2 separate regions of the Mus musculus genome follow, and region 1 is linked to region 2. A link is a contact called in public HiChIP or PLAC-seq data. All regions are on one chromosome and are shown on one strand. The core of a region is the stretch at or near the end of the contact, and the rest is flanking DNA. Distances in the headings are between cores, read along the strand shown.

Region 1 (7,014 bases), core at 24-2,523, 510 kb before region 2:
TGTGATATCTAAGTCTCAGCTTTTGAAGTTGGCCTGTTTTTTGTTTTTGCCAGGAATTAGTTCCTAAAAAGATGATTTTGAACTCAACAACAAGCAAAGCAAATGGTTTGGGGTGGTGCTGGAGGATATTGGGGAGTCCCAGGGCCTTTGGAGTGCTAAATGTGTGCTTTGCTTAAGATCTACAGCTCTTGCTCACTACAGAGAATTGCTAGATGGTCTGAGTGGGGGAAGGAGGTGGGAGGTCGCTGTTAACCTCTAGGATAGCCCAGGCCGGTGTGTCATTTTCCTTGTAATACTGATGCCATTTGGGAAATTAGTATGTAATAAGAACTCAGGCAAAAGGGGAGGGAAGAGTTCTATGGCTTTTTAATACCTGTGGATTTTGTCCCAATTAGCATTTTTACTGTCCAAATACCTACTCTCAAAAGAAGTGTGACGGCAGCAGGCAGTGAAATATCTTTTGCGTACCTTTAATACCCAATACTAAGCTTGAACATCTGGCAACTCAACACACTTTGCTCATGAATCCTAGAAAACAGCGTAATTATACACTCAAGCAAACAAGTCAAGAGAAAGGCTGTTTCCTGTTAAGAATTCCGGGGAGCATCAAAGTTAAAGCTCCCTTCTGCATCTATGCTCTTTTTAATCGCCACTGGTGTCTCCATTACACTTGCGATTACCCGGGTTGATAGTCTGTGAGAGACCATCCCAGGCACAGCGTATGGAGGGCCGCCCCTCCCCCCCCCCCATAAAAATAAAACAAGGAAAGGTACAGCAAGGCACGCAACCAACATTACAGAGCGATGACCTTGTATTGTTAAAAAGTCAAGGAAATAGCCTGCCTTGCAAGCCGCCCGTGTTCGTCCGTGTGTCACCCTCCCTAGTCGCAGATGTACTTGACACCCTTGGTTCTAGCATCTCCTCTGGCCTGCTGTACACCACCCTACCAAAGCTTGCAGTGAGAAAGCAGGGTCTTGCCCGGAGACCCGGGCTCACAGGATGGTGCAGGTGGGCTGGTATGCTGGCTTGCCTGTTGATTATGGACCCTGCAATATGCAACTGTAGGCTGAGCGCCACCAACCAGCACAGCCGGGTTCTCCGGGACAGTACCTTGCTTACAAGCAGGAGCCGCGGCCTCCAGCCCGCAGGCTGGGGGCGGGGGCCTCGGCCCAGTGCCCACCCCCTGTGCTCCCAGCGTCTGCTCCTACTACCAGCCGGTTGTAGCCGGCCGGGAGCGCGCTTTCTAACGTAACCCGCCCGCGGGAACAATCTGTCCCTTCCAGCCTATCTCCGGAGGGGCATTACAGCCGGGGCGCCCTCCTCACCCACCCTATGGCCTAAACGGGTCTTTAGATGTTTTTTCAAAACCAGATCGTAGTCTGCAGGGACGCTAGGCGGGAAAGGCTGGGAGGACTCCTTTTCGCCGCCAGCTTGCGGCTCCGGGCACACAAATTAGGCCGGAGCAGCAGAGTCGAGTCCTCTTCCCGTGGCAAGGGGCTCTGTGTGTGCGGGATCAGGGGAGGTGAGAGAGGACCCTGGCGTCCCAGGTCCCAGCGGCGGCGGCGCTAGCGGCTAGGCAGGTGCCCCCGGGCGCGCAGTCTGATTGGCAGGTGCAGGAGTGGGTGGGGAAGGCGGGCCTGGCGCTGCGGGAGGCTGCAGCCCCGCCTCCCCGCCCCCGCCGCGGGACTATCTGGTCCCGGCAGCAGCGATGTCCCCCGGCAGGAATGTCCCTCCTCAGATAATGTTATTTATATCTCTGGGCGGGTCCGCGGCTCCGCTGCACCAGGCGCCCGGCGGCCACTGTGCCAGGAGCCCCGTGCTGCCCTCCTCCCCCTGCGCCGCCGCCCCCGGGCTCGGGGTAGCCGCCGCTTCAGCCCCAGCGCAGGTGAGTCCCCGAGGGCCGCGCGACGGGAGGGAGCTGGGTGCCCCGGAGCCAGCGCCGGGGAGTGCGGGGCCCAGGGGGCGGGTGACGCGACAGCCCGGTGGGGGCCTGGCCCCGGGTGCCTAGCACGGGGCGGGAGGGGTGAGGAGCCCAGGAGGCCCTGGCGGCTGCGGCAGTCGTCACCCCGGGACGCGGGAACCCGCGTGGGTTTCGCAGGCGCTGGGCGAGCAGGGCGCTAGCTTTGGGAAGCCAGCTAGTAGAGTGTCGCCGTGGGGCACGGGGAGTGGGTTTGGGGGGTTTGTGCTCTTGGCCGCCTCCCCCAGGACCCTCGCCTGGGAGCAAAGTTGGGGGGGGGGGCTGCCTGTCGTCGGTCTAAGGACTGTCCGCGTCTGTGCCTCCTGCTGCCTGGTTTCTCAAACCCCCGGGCGTGTCGGATCCTCTTCTGGAACTTGGCTAGCGCGCTCCAGGGCTGCCCAGTGCCAAGGCTGGGAGGACAGTTCAGGGCAGCAGAGGGGGCCGGGCCTCAGGATGTCAGGCAGGACGTGCAGAGTGGCCCAGTGTAGACTGAGAAGGGAGAGATCAAGTGTCCCAGGACTATACTTCAAGGACCCCCACCTTTTCCCTTTGAGTTCCTTATCTCCAAGCTACTGCCCACTCTACGGTTACCCTTCGTGCCAGTTCCAGCAACTTGGCCCCGGAGAAATAGCAGAAAATGGAAGAAACAAGAGCTCTAACACAATCCTCAAGTCCCACCAACTTACCCAGACTTCCCAAAGGGGAAATAGCTACGAGGCTTGAGTACAGTTTCCGTGACAACAAGCCTTAGGTAGGGCCTTGATTTATAGTCTATTAATATCCAAACCACTGTTTTCAGTGAGCAATTAGAGGTGCTACAGTTAATAACACCCTTAACTCACTGAAGGGATATGGAAAGAAGCCATTGTTTTAGATGCATCCGGCAGGGTGGGATGGGATTATATAGTGATGGTCTCTTTTTTACTAAGAACTTCAGTGGGGAGAGGATACGGCTGTCACCTCCACGCTAGGAGGCAGCCACACAAAACCCCTGCCTGTGCAATGGATGTATATAGTTCAGTTTCCAAGGGAGGTGATTCAGATAGCTCCTGAATGAGAGGAGCCTTCAGGGAAGAAAAAAAAATCGAGGCACATTTAAGCTGTTCTCTTAGGCTATCCTTAGCGTCACGGATCGCTCAGAATTTTAATCTAGAATTCTCTTTTCACTGCTCTATGACTACGACCCAGGGTAGTCATCTCCTATTCCAGGATCAGACTTCATATGCTTTTCCAATGAGCCCTGATTTCCAGAATGTTATGGGAAACTCTTACAAGTGTAGACTGTTTGTTCACTATGTACTGAATGCCCAGCACCCACAGAGGCTTGGGGACTAGCTAACAAAAGGAACAGTAAACTTAGAACAGAGAAGAGCCCACCAATCTCCAGATGAGGCCAATCGTTTATACAAAGTGTTATCACATTCCAGTGTTGAGTAAAGCACAGTTGAAAGGAGAGGGACCCTTTTGCTGGTGCACCTCCCTTTATCAGTGGCCCAGTGGTAGTGGCTGGGGATGAGCCAGTCCAGTTAATCTTGAGTTCTCTGAAGACATAGAGTCCACTCAAGGAATTGAAAGCACCCAAAAACTCCCAGGCATTCAGGCTGGGCCTTGCTGCGCAGGCATGTTGAGTTCTCCCCAGTGACTTGCCCAGGGGAGAGCTGGGATACCGCTTTTTGCTCTGGTCATTGCTTTGTGTAGGTGTTCTGAAGGTGTCCGGTGGAACCAACACACCTGTTGGATTGTTCGCTTGGGGCTGAAGGCGTAATAGGGGGCTGACTCCCACCTGCCATCACGCTTGACAAAATGAATGTGGCTATTTTATGGAAACTAGGTGTGAGCGAAAGCTTTGAACTAATGTCAGTGTCTGTCACAATTTTGGAAAATAGTAGGTTTTTGATGAATAAAAAGAATAATAGCTTTCATTTAGTCTATCTTTTATGTACTTGTGGCTGACTGGTAGTGGATTCTCAGATAGTCTTTGTTGACTGAATGAGAGAATGAGTGATCAAGGTTGCCTTATATGGCACTTAATTATCAACTCTGCAAGGTCACTCATATTATCCCATTTTAAAAAGCAAAGAGAGCGCGGCTGGTGAGATGGCTCAGTGGGTAAGGGTGTTTGTTGTTCGAGCCTTGTGATGCGCTCCACAAAGTTGTCTTTTGACCTCCACAAGTGTCCCAGTACTCATGCACACACGTACACCACAATAATTCATTTTTTAAAGTAAATTTTCAGGGAATTAAATAACTTGTTCATCCCACACAGCTGATGAGAGATGCAGTGAGGCCAGGATTCCTTGGTCTGTTGTCCTTTTAAGATTAGACGCTCAGCAGGGGATGCAGAATAGGTTGGGAAGATTTGCTTATAGCACTGGCTTATCACGGTCTTCACTCCTTGAACCTAAGGTCGTAATTTTGCTTATGTCAGAGAAGTTTAAAATCTATTACCTCAAGGCAGCATTGAACATTTATTTGCTCAAAAGTTTCTAGCCCGGCGGCCTCTTATTTTCAGGTCATTGTTTCAAGGACAGAATTATAATTTTGGCAATAGTCAAACATAAACTAAAAAAAAAAAAAAGATTTTCCTTTCAGTCCTGGAAGTGGCCAGAAGGGCTTGGTGATGCATAGGGACAGTGTGGTAGGACAGAGGGTGACTATAAAAAATTCATGAGGCCAATAGGACTGGAGTTGGAAGGAACCTTGGAGGTCACTGGTTCCAGCCTTCTGTTTGTATGATCACTTGCTTAAAGGTGAGAGCCAGCTGCAGTTTACCTGTCCTTTATAATGCTCCCGTACCTCTTGTCATTCTAACCCATGTCTTCTCTGCATCTCTTTCCCTCCTGTGGCCAGGGAGGTTTGTTTCCTGTGGTTCGGTCCATTCAAACCACTGAGGTTCTCTTTCCTTTGAGGAAGATGAGGCAGGGACATATTTAATATCCAATAGTTTCAGCTTTAGTGAAGTTCAAAACCAGGAGACAAAATGAAAAGGTACCGGGAGAGGAAGAAGAGAATATGTTTTCCATAGTGAAATGCTAACCCGTTCTCTAATTTCCCTGTTGCTTGTTAACTATATAGATGTATGCGTTATCCCATAAAACGTCTGCACATTTCTATCCACAGGCAGTATATGTCCCAAGGCAACTCTTTTTCTGTGACATTTCTGGGGGATGAGCGAGAACCATCGGGACTGCCAGATTCCTGGGTTTTGTTTGTTTTGTTTTGTTGTAAAAAAGAATTACTTATTTATTTTTTATGTATATGAATGTTTCCCCAGAATATATATATATATGAACCACATGTGTGCCTGGTGCTGTAGGGAGCCAGAAGAGAGCACTGGATGCCCTTAAACTGGACTTACACAGGGTTGTGAGCATCTTTATGGGTGCTGGGAACAGAACCTGTGTCCTTTGCAAGGATGGGAGATATTCTTAATTGCTGGTTCATCGCTGTTTTAATCTGAACCTAGTCACAAAATTGCTCTTGAAGAATATTGTTTCAAAGTCAAACACTCTGTCCAAAATCAAACTCTGCTCAAAACATGAAAAGGCAGAAAACATGGCCAGTGGGAAGTCTGAAGTACTATCAATACATTTGTTGGTTTCTATAATGTTTTTCATCACCCCTGACCTTCAGATTAACACGTATCAAGTGAGCTGGGAGCATAAGGAATGAAAGTAGGTGCTATGCGGGCTGATGAGAAGTTTGGTGTTATAATGATGTCTGGCTGGGAAGGCCATGGATACTGGACTCTAAAGCGGCACGGGTGGGGTTAAGACAATAATACAGGTCAGAGGGTACTTGGGAAAGGGTGTTTTGTCTGTAGAGTAGTTTGTACTGACTCATTTGGTCTTTACGGGCAGATGTTTTTGGTTACTATACTGTAGGAAAGGAGTCTGGGAGGAAGCGTGCATGTGTTAGTCTGTACACTGACTCGTTCATCTCTCTGCACTGGCTGGGGCTATCAGACAAGCATCTCTCCTCTGACAGCCCCAGGAGGTAAAGGTCTCTTGGCATGGAAGATGGAGATAGAGATCAAAGGAGAATGTAGGAGACAGTCAGGGGATTTCACTGTCAGACCTGGCTCCTTTCACTGAACAGTCAACTCCCAGTAGTAAATATTTAGAAAATGTCATAGCATGGTTTCCTTTTGTTGCTTATTTCTTAGTTCACAGTCAGGCAGTCTGAGTTCTTCCATTTTCAGCCAGCCTTAGCGGAGCATCGAATCACCAGGGGATCACCAGCCTTGCAGCCGGATTTAAAGGCTGAGTGCTTTCTCGGTAATTGTTTAGCTAGCTTCTGACATCCCCAGACCACCTCTCATTTTGTTCTTTCCTTCTGGTTGCAGGAAATATTACAGATCTGTCTTCTGAGCGCCTCAGCAAGGCCCTCTCAGGCTTTGCTATATTTCTATTATATCTGTGCAGACCTGGCTGAGGGTATAATTAAAGGGCAATTAAAACTCAGACATATATCATGTTAACAGTGGGGGCAAAAGCAGGTCTCCTTTCTTTCATCTGAATGCTGTAAATTTAGCAAACGAATAGGAATGGGCCTAGGGAAAAAAAAAGACTTTGTATTGAACTGGGCTGGGATCCTGCAGGATATTTATGAAAAGAGGAACAGGGCACCTTGACAGTCAAAGAACAATAATTGCTTTGAATTATAGTCAATTCCGAAGTTTCCACCATTGTGAAAGAAGCAGAAACTTGGATAGTTTTGCAAATGAGTAAGTTGAAAATCCTTTCTGCTTGTACCAGACTTAAATATAGGTGTGTCTTATGTGTAGATTCATAGTGTCTCAGATACAGCGAGATTCATCTGTAATCTTGGATTGGAAAGATGCATCTATAGTGACAAGGATTGGAAAGATCTCTGAAACCTCATGCCATCCCCACGATCAGCTCTTGACTCTTTCCAGAAGATCATTGAGTGGTGAATCAGCTTTACTGCCCAGCCTATTTCCTTAGGAAGACAAGGACAGGCCTTTCCTAAGCCTGGCTCTGAGGCAGAAGTCATGGACACTTCACTGGAAAGGACTGAGAAAGCAATTGAGATGT
Region 2 (6,112 bases), core at 192-2,691:
ACTGGGGAAACTTAACACTTTGTGCTTAAATAAACTCTGGGGGAATCTTAACTCTTTGTTATTATTCTGTGCCTTCCACAAGCACTAAAAAAACAAAAACAAAAACAAAAACAAAAAAACAAACAAACCAAAAAACCAAAAAACAAAACCAAAAAAAAAACCCCAAAACAAACAAACAAACAAACTTGACTCTTAATGCTTAAATAAACACCGGGAAATTACAAAAAGGATTTCTTGCTGCTGCTCCTTTCTCGGGCAAGTCAGCTAGAAGCCTCTGAGAGGCTCAGAGCTCGTTAACACTTTTTGAACCAGAAAGAAAAGAAAAGAAAAAAGAAAAAAGGAAAGGAAAGGAAAGGAAAGGAAAGGAAAGGAAAGGAAAGGAAAGGAAAGAAAAGAGAAAAGGGAAAGAAGTCACTCACACAGAGAACACACACACACACACACACACACACACACACACACTTTGGGTGAAGTGGAAAACAGCTACACCACCTTTCTTTATTGCTATCAGCCTTTTTATAGCGTTTTAGACAAAAAGTTCTCTATGTAAGAAAGAATTACTTTATAGATAAAATGTTCCATAAAAAGGGAGTTTCAGAAAGGTATGAAGAACAAGTTCAAAGCAGTGTTTCCTTCTCTAAGCTCATTCTAAGTTCCAACAACAGGTTTTACATGGGCTTGCCTTATCGTGTGCACACCTGTGGCTTCATCCTTGGAACTGAAGGTTTCCTTGAACACAAAGTTGTCCCAAGCCTATATCTTTCTTTAGTGTAATTATGAAAGCTCACTGCATATCGTCTTATGCAGCATTTACTGACTAACCTGAGAGAAAAGTCCATTGCCCCGACCCCCACCCCCGAATAAATGGCTGGGGCATCCATCTAAGGCTGCAGCAGTGTGTGGATTGTTGACTCTGTATGAGGCGACTACAGAGAGCTCCAGAGAGGCTCCGTCCTCAAGCCCCAGGCAGACAGCTACAGCCAGGGGCAGCACCCCAGCCCAGAGCTGGGACTTGGGCAGCGCCAGGGTCGGATTCACTCAGCCTAGAGATGGACAGGGGACCCTGGAGTGCAACTGCCTGTACGGTAGTTTTTTTGTTTTTTGTTTTTGTTTTGTTTTGTTTTGTTTTGTTTTGTTTTGTTTTGTTTTGTTTTGTTTTGCAGAGACAGTGAGCTGATGTGGGTATCTATGCCCAAAGGAGCCTTTCTGTGTTCGCTTCCCCACATCCTCCTTGTCTACACAGGACACAGGACAGCCAGACCAGGTCTCCTGACTGCTTGCGCTGCAGGCTGCCTGAGATCAGTACACATGCTGCCAGCTACAACCCAAACAAAAGACAGAAAGCTGGCTCCAAAGCACAGAAGCCTTAGGTCTTTCCACAGTCAGCCCTTCCTCGCGAATAAAAGAATCACAGAGGACTGCAGTGTCCCGAATCAAACAGCAGAGGGAGACAGAGGTACAAAAAGCTCTGGATCATTGCTGAACGAACAGCTTGCTTCAAGGCTGGAGCTGCTTAGAATCTTAACATTATCTCAAGATAATAAATGTGACTTGGATCTCTGAGTTCTAATGATGGGGTTGTGGGCAGCTTCAATTACTCTGACAAAACACTTTCTGTAATTACAGGATCTTGTGGTACCAGAAGCACCTGAGCTAGAAGGCACAGCCCTGAGACATTGTATTCTGCTTCTGTTCTTTGGCGGTCATCGTAGGAGTCGTTAGGTTTTACAGCCAGGGGTTTCCCAAAATTCTCCTCCTTCACTGTCCGCTGGCCTTCAACTCTAAGTGTTCCCTTCCACATGGAGGGACCCTACCCAATGTCCTTGCCTGCGGGTCAGAAAACTCAAATGGCCATCTAGGCTAAGGCCACCTTCCTGCTCAGAATTTGCTTTCGGGTTGCTACAAAACTTGAGGTCCTGAAGATCCCAACAGTGCGGCAAAGCCAGTTTTACCCGACTTGAGCCTGCGCAGGCGGACTGCTCTTGTGTCCATCGAAGACCTGGCAACAAAACGTGCCTGGATTCCAGCCAATCAGGGTGTGGGGGTGGTGTCAGGGCGCTGCCCGGGCGGGGTGTTGGGCGGGGCAGAGTTGCGTGCCTGTTGGTCTCTGTCGCAGCAGGCAGGTGATTTCCCTGTCTTGGCTCCTGGCGGCTTCGCATTTTCTCTCAGATCAGCCAGACTGGGGTCTGACTCTAAATGCTGGGAAGTTTTCCAGAACCTTGCAGTGCTGGCTACAACTCTGCATGTGCTCCGTGTGCAAGGTTCCCCTAAGCTGTACGTGTACTCAGCTCTGCAAGCTGGCTTTAAACTCACAGAGATTGTTTTCCTTCCAAGGGCTGGCATTACAGGCTGTGCCACCATGCGCAGCTTATTACTTTTAAAAAATTCTTATTTTTATTTTACGTGTATATGTGAGTGTCTATATATTTGTGAGTGTTCCGTGTTGTGTGCCTGGTGCCTGTGGAGGCCAGAAAGTGTTGAGTCCCCTGGACCTGGACTTACAAGCAGCTGGGAACTGCTATGTGGGTGCTGGGAACTGAACCCTTGTCTTCTGCAGGAGCAGCCAGTGCTCACAACCTCTGAGCCATCTAGTATGTAGCCTAGGATGGCCTGGGAATTGGCTATGTAGACCAACTGGCCTCTAACTCACAGAGATCCGTGTACCTCTACCTCACCAGCTGTGCGTGTGTTTATCTTAAGTCATTTATTTACTCTATGTGTATATGTGGGTGCCTGCGTGTATGCATTTGCATGAGGTGCATGCAATGCCAAAGGAAATCAGAAGAGAGTATTGGATCCCTTGGGACTGGAGTGATAGGTAACGTTGTGAGCTACTGTGTGGGTGCTAGGGACCAAACGTGGGCTCTCTGAAAGAGCAGTGCATTCTCTTAATGGCAGACACCATGCAGGAAGAGCTCCAGTGGGCAAGTGAGCTTCCTGGAGATGACCCACCATTTGGCATGGCTGGGATGGGTGTACCTTGTCCCATGACTGCTTCTTGCTCCTGCTGTGCCTTCTCCTGTTTGTCCTTGCTGTACTCCCCCAGGGACGAGGCCATAAGTCTCAGTGCACACCATGGTAAGTAAAGTAAGGAGTGGGTAATTCTAATATGAGTGTAACAACATAAAATGGATAATTAGCTAGAGTTAAAAAATAAGACATAAGATAGATGGCCTGTTTATTGGTAAAAACTTTGTTAATTTAATGACTTTTAGAACTATTGCTTTGAACTTACAATGAATTTGTAAAGTAGAAGATAGCTAAAACTATTGCTTTTAATGAGTTTATGGAATAAAAAAAAATAGATAAAAGTACTGCCCTGGACTTACAATGAACTCGTAGAATAAAAGATTAAAAAATGTTTAGTTAGCAGTTTTAATGGAAAAACATGTAATCAGTTTAATTCCCAGCAACCACATGGTGGCTCACAACCATCTGTAATGGGATCCAATGCCCTCTTCTGGTGTGTGTCTGAAGACAGCTACAGGGTGCTCACATAAAATAAATAAGTCTTATGTAACCAAGAATCGTGCTGTAACTTCCTCTTATGTAACAATTTTGTTTCTGAATGAGGTAATTCTTCGTGGAGAACTTTGTCTTAGAGAATATAAAAGGACTAAAGGGGAAAAAAAAAAACTTTAGAGCTTGCTTGTTAGAGCTTTGCTCTATCCAACTGTATGTATGTATGTATGTATGTATGTATGTATGTATGTATGTATGTTTGTAAAATGGTTAGAGCTTTGCTCTACCCACCCAATGTGTGAGTATGTGTCTGTCAGTCTGTCTGTCTGCTATGTGTGGAGTTGTTGAAGCTTGCTTGTTGAAGCCTCTTTTGCTTCATCCACTAACTTTGTGTGTATAAGTGTGTGAATTCTTTCTTCCTTTCTTTTTTTTTCTTGCCATCCCCCAAAGAGTTAAAAGTGTTCAGAGTTTCTGAGAATCCTGGCCTCAGATAATTAAGTTTTGCTCCCATTAGCATTACTAGTGCTGACCCCATAGATTCCTTGCTACTATCAGCAGGGGTGTGTGTGTGTGTGTGTGTGTGTGTGTGTGTGTGTGTGTTAGGGGCAGGGTCACACCCATTGTCATCAGCATATCGCTGACTCCACACTCAGCTCCTGTAGTGTCTGAGCTGGCCTTCAGCATTTTAACTTGCTGTACCATCTCTTCAGCCTCTGCTTTTACTCTTAATTCTGTGTCTATGGGATGGAATGTGCATGTGCATGCATGTGCATGCAGTGTCCTTGAAGAGGCCAGAAGGTGCTTGATCCTCAGGTACCCTGAAGTTGGAGTTACAGGCAATTTTCCAGCTGCCTGATATGGGTGGTGTGAATCCAACTTAGGTCCTCTGCAAAAACAGTCTCTGTTCTTAACCTCTAAGTCACCTCTCCATACCTTGTATTTTTATTATTTGAGACAGGGTCTTGTGTTGCCAAAGATGGCCTTGAATTTATGTAGCCCAAGGCTAGACTTGCATGTGGCTTTTTTTTTTTTTTTTTTTTTGGACAGGGTCTTATAGTCATAACTTGCAGAGATCTGCCTATCTCTGACTCCTAAACCCTGGGATTAAAGGCATGTGCCACCATGCCCAGCTCATACCTGGTAGCCTTGAACGGATCTTCCTGCCTCCACATTTCAAGTTCTGGGATTGTAGTTGTCTGTGAGACATAACCTGAAGATTTTGGATGCTTATTTGTATGAGTCTCACTTATGTGACCCAAGCTGGATTGGAACTCACTATGCAGCCCAGTTTGGCCTCGGACTTGCAGCAATTCTTCTGTTTCTAAAATTCCAGGATTACAGGCTGGTGCCACCATGCTTAGGTTGAAATGCAGCCTAAAGGGACTGTCCTGGTTGGATCTAAAGGAAGTATTCTAACTGCGACCGGACTGACTCTCTAGTTTCTTTTCCTGGAGCCACCTCCTCTCTCTCTTTGCTACGTGTCACAATGCTTTGTGGTCCTGTGTGCTGCGCTGGTCACACAAGCTAATTGAGCTGTCCCATTCTCTTTGTCTGCGACATTGAAGTGTTCCAGGAGAGCTGCTGGGAAAATGGTCCTTGCCTGCAAAGACACACGAAAGTGGTCATGGTTTCCTGTTGAGCTTGTGAGGGTCACATTCACAGCCATCACGGATGAGCTGCTATGACGGCAGATTGGGATACAGCAAAGGCGGAAGATGGACGGCAGATTTTATGCTGACTGTGAGATCCAGATTAGTCAAATTCAGAGGGTCCTCACAGAGACAGCTCTGTTGCATGTGGCCTTTATTTCACTTTCCATTTTCTCTGCCATGACTTCCTGACCTACAACTAAAAAAAAAAATGTCACCTCTCAGCTGGCAGTGGGTTAATTTGCTCTACCTGCACCAAAATAGTGGGCAGGCCTCTTCTCTTCTCTCTCTGCACTTGCGCGTGCCTGTTTCTTTCTCTCTCCCTCCCCTACTCCCCCTTTTCTACCTGGCGACTTGGGGCCAGTGAACTCACCCACTGAGAGCAGCTTCCCAATAAGCCTGTCCTTTTTTTTTTTTTTTTTTTAAGGGCCCATGACACTTTCTTTTTTTTTTTTTTTTAAATTAGGTATTTTCCTCATTTACATTTCCAATGCTATCCCAAAAGTCCCCCATACCCTCCCCCCAACTCCCCTACCCACCCATTCCCACTTTTTGGCCCTGGCATTCCCCTGTACTGGGGCATATAAAGTTTGCATGACCAATGGGCCTTTTTTTTCCAGTGATGGCCGACTAGGCCATCTTTTGATACATATGCAGCTAGAGTCAAGAGCTCCGGGGTACTGGTTAGTTCATATTGTTGTTCCACCTATAGGGTTGCAGTTCCCTTTAGCTCCTTGGGTACTTTCTCTAGCTCCTCCATTGGGGGCCGTGTGACCCATCCAATAGCTGACTGTGAGCATCCACTTCTGTGTTTGCTAGGCCCTGGCATAGTCTCACAAGAGACAGCTATATCAGGGTCCTTTCAGCAAAATCTTGCTAGTGTATGCAATGGTGTCAGGGTTTGGAGGCTGATTATGGGATGGATCCCTGGATATGGCAATCACTAGATGGTCCATCCTTTCGTCACAGCTCCAAACTTTGTCTCTGTAACTCCTTCCGTG

Evidence for each region. HiChIP or PLAC-seq counts read pairs in DNA pulled down with a chosen protein or histone mark.
Region 1: a contact with region 2 is called in an H3K4me3 HiChIP or PLAC-seq map of forebrain, with 3 times the contacts expected there. The contact joins the promoter of Sptb here to the enhancer-like site in region 2. A contact is called at or near these places in 6 of 39 promoter capture datasets (the 3T3-L1 cell line, HPC-7-derived erythroid cells, hippocampal neurons and 2 more), 3 of 484 Hi-C or Micro-C datasets (cortical neurons and myocytes) and 1 of 115 datasets of contacts at active chromatin or transcription factors (forebrain).

What each region holds. Positions count from the first base shown.
Region 1 is chr12:76,704,806-76,711,819 of GRCm38.p6, reverse strand. Sptb (spectrin beta, erythrocytic) reads left to right here and starts at 1,273. Exons shown (of 36, transcript NM_013675.3): 1 at 1,273-1,885.
Region 2 is chr12:76,192,135-76,198,246 of GRCm38.p6, reverse strand. No RefSeq gene overlaps it. Among named protein-coding and RNA genes, the nearest start is that of Esr2, 18 kb to the right of the region's middle. Within about 2 kb of position 1,441, at least 232 of the 459 cell types and tissues checked have an H3K27ac peak or open chromatin away from gene starts, as enhancers often do. A contact at or near this core is called in forebrain, hippocampal neurons and liver, where this site is marked.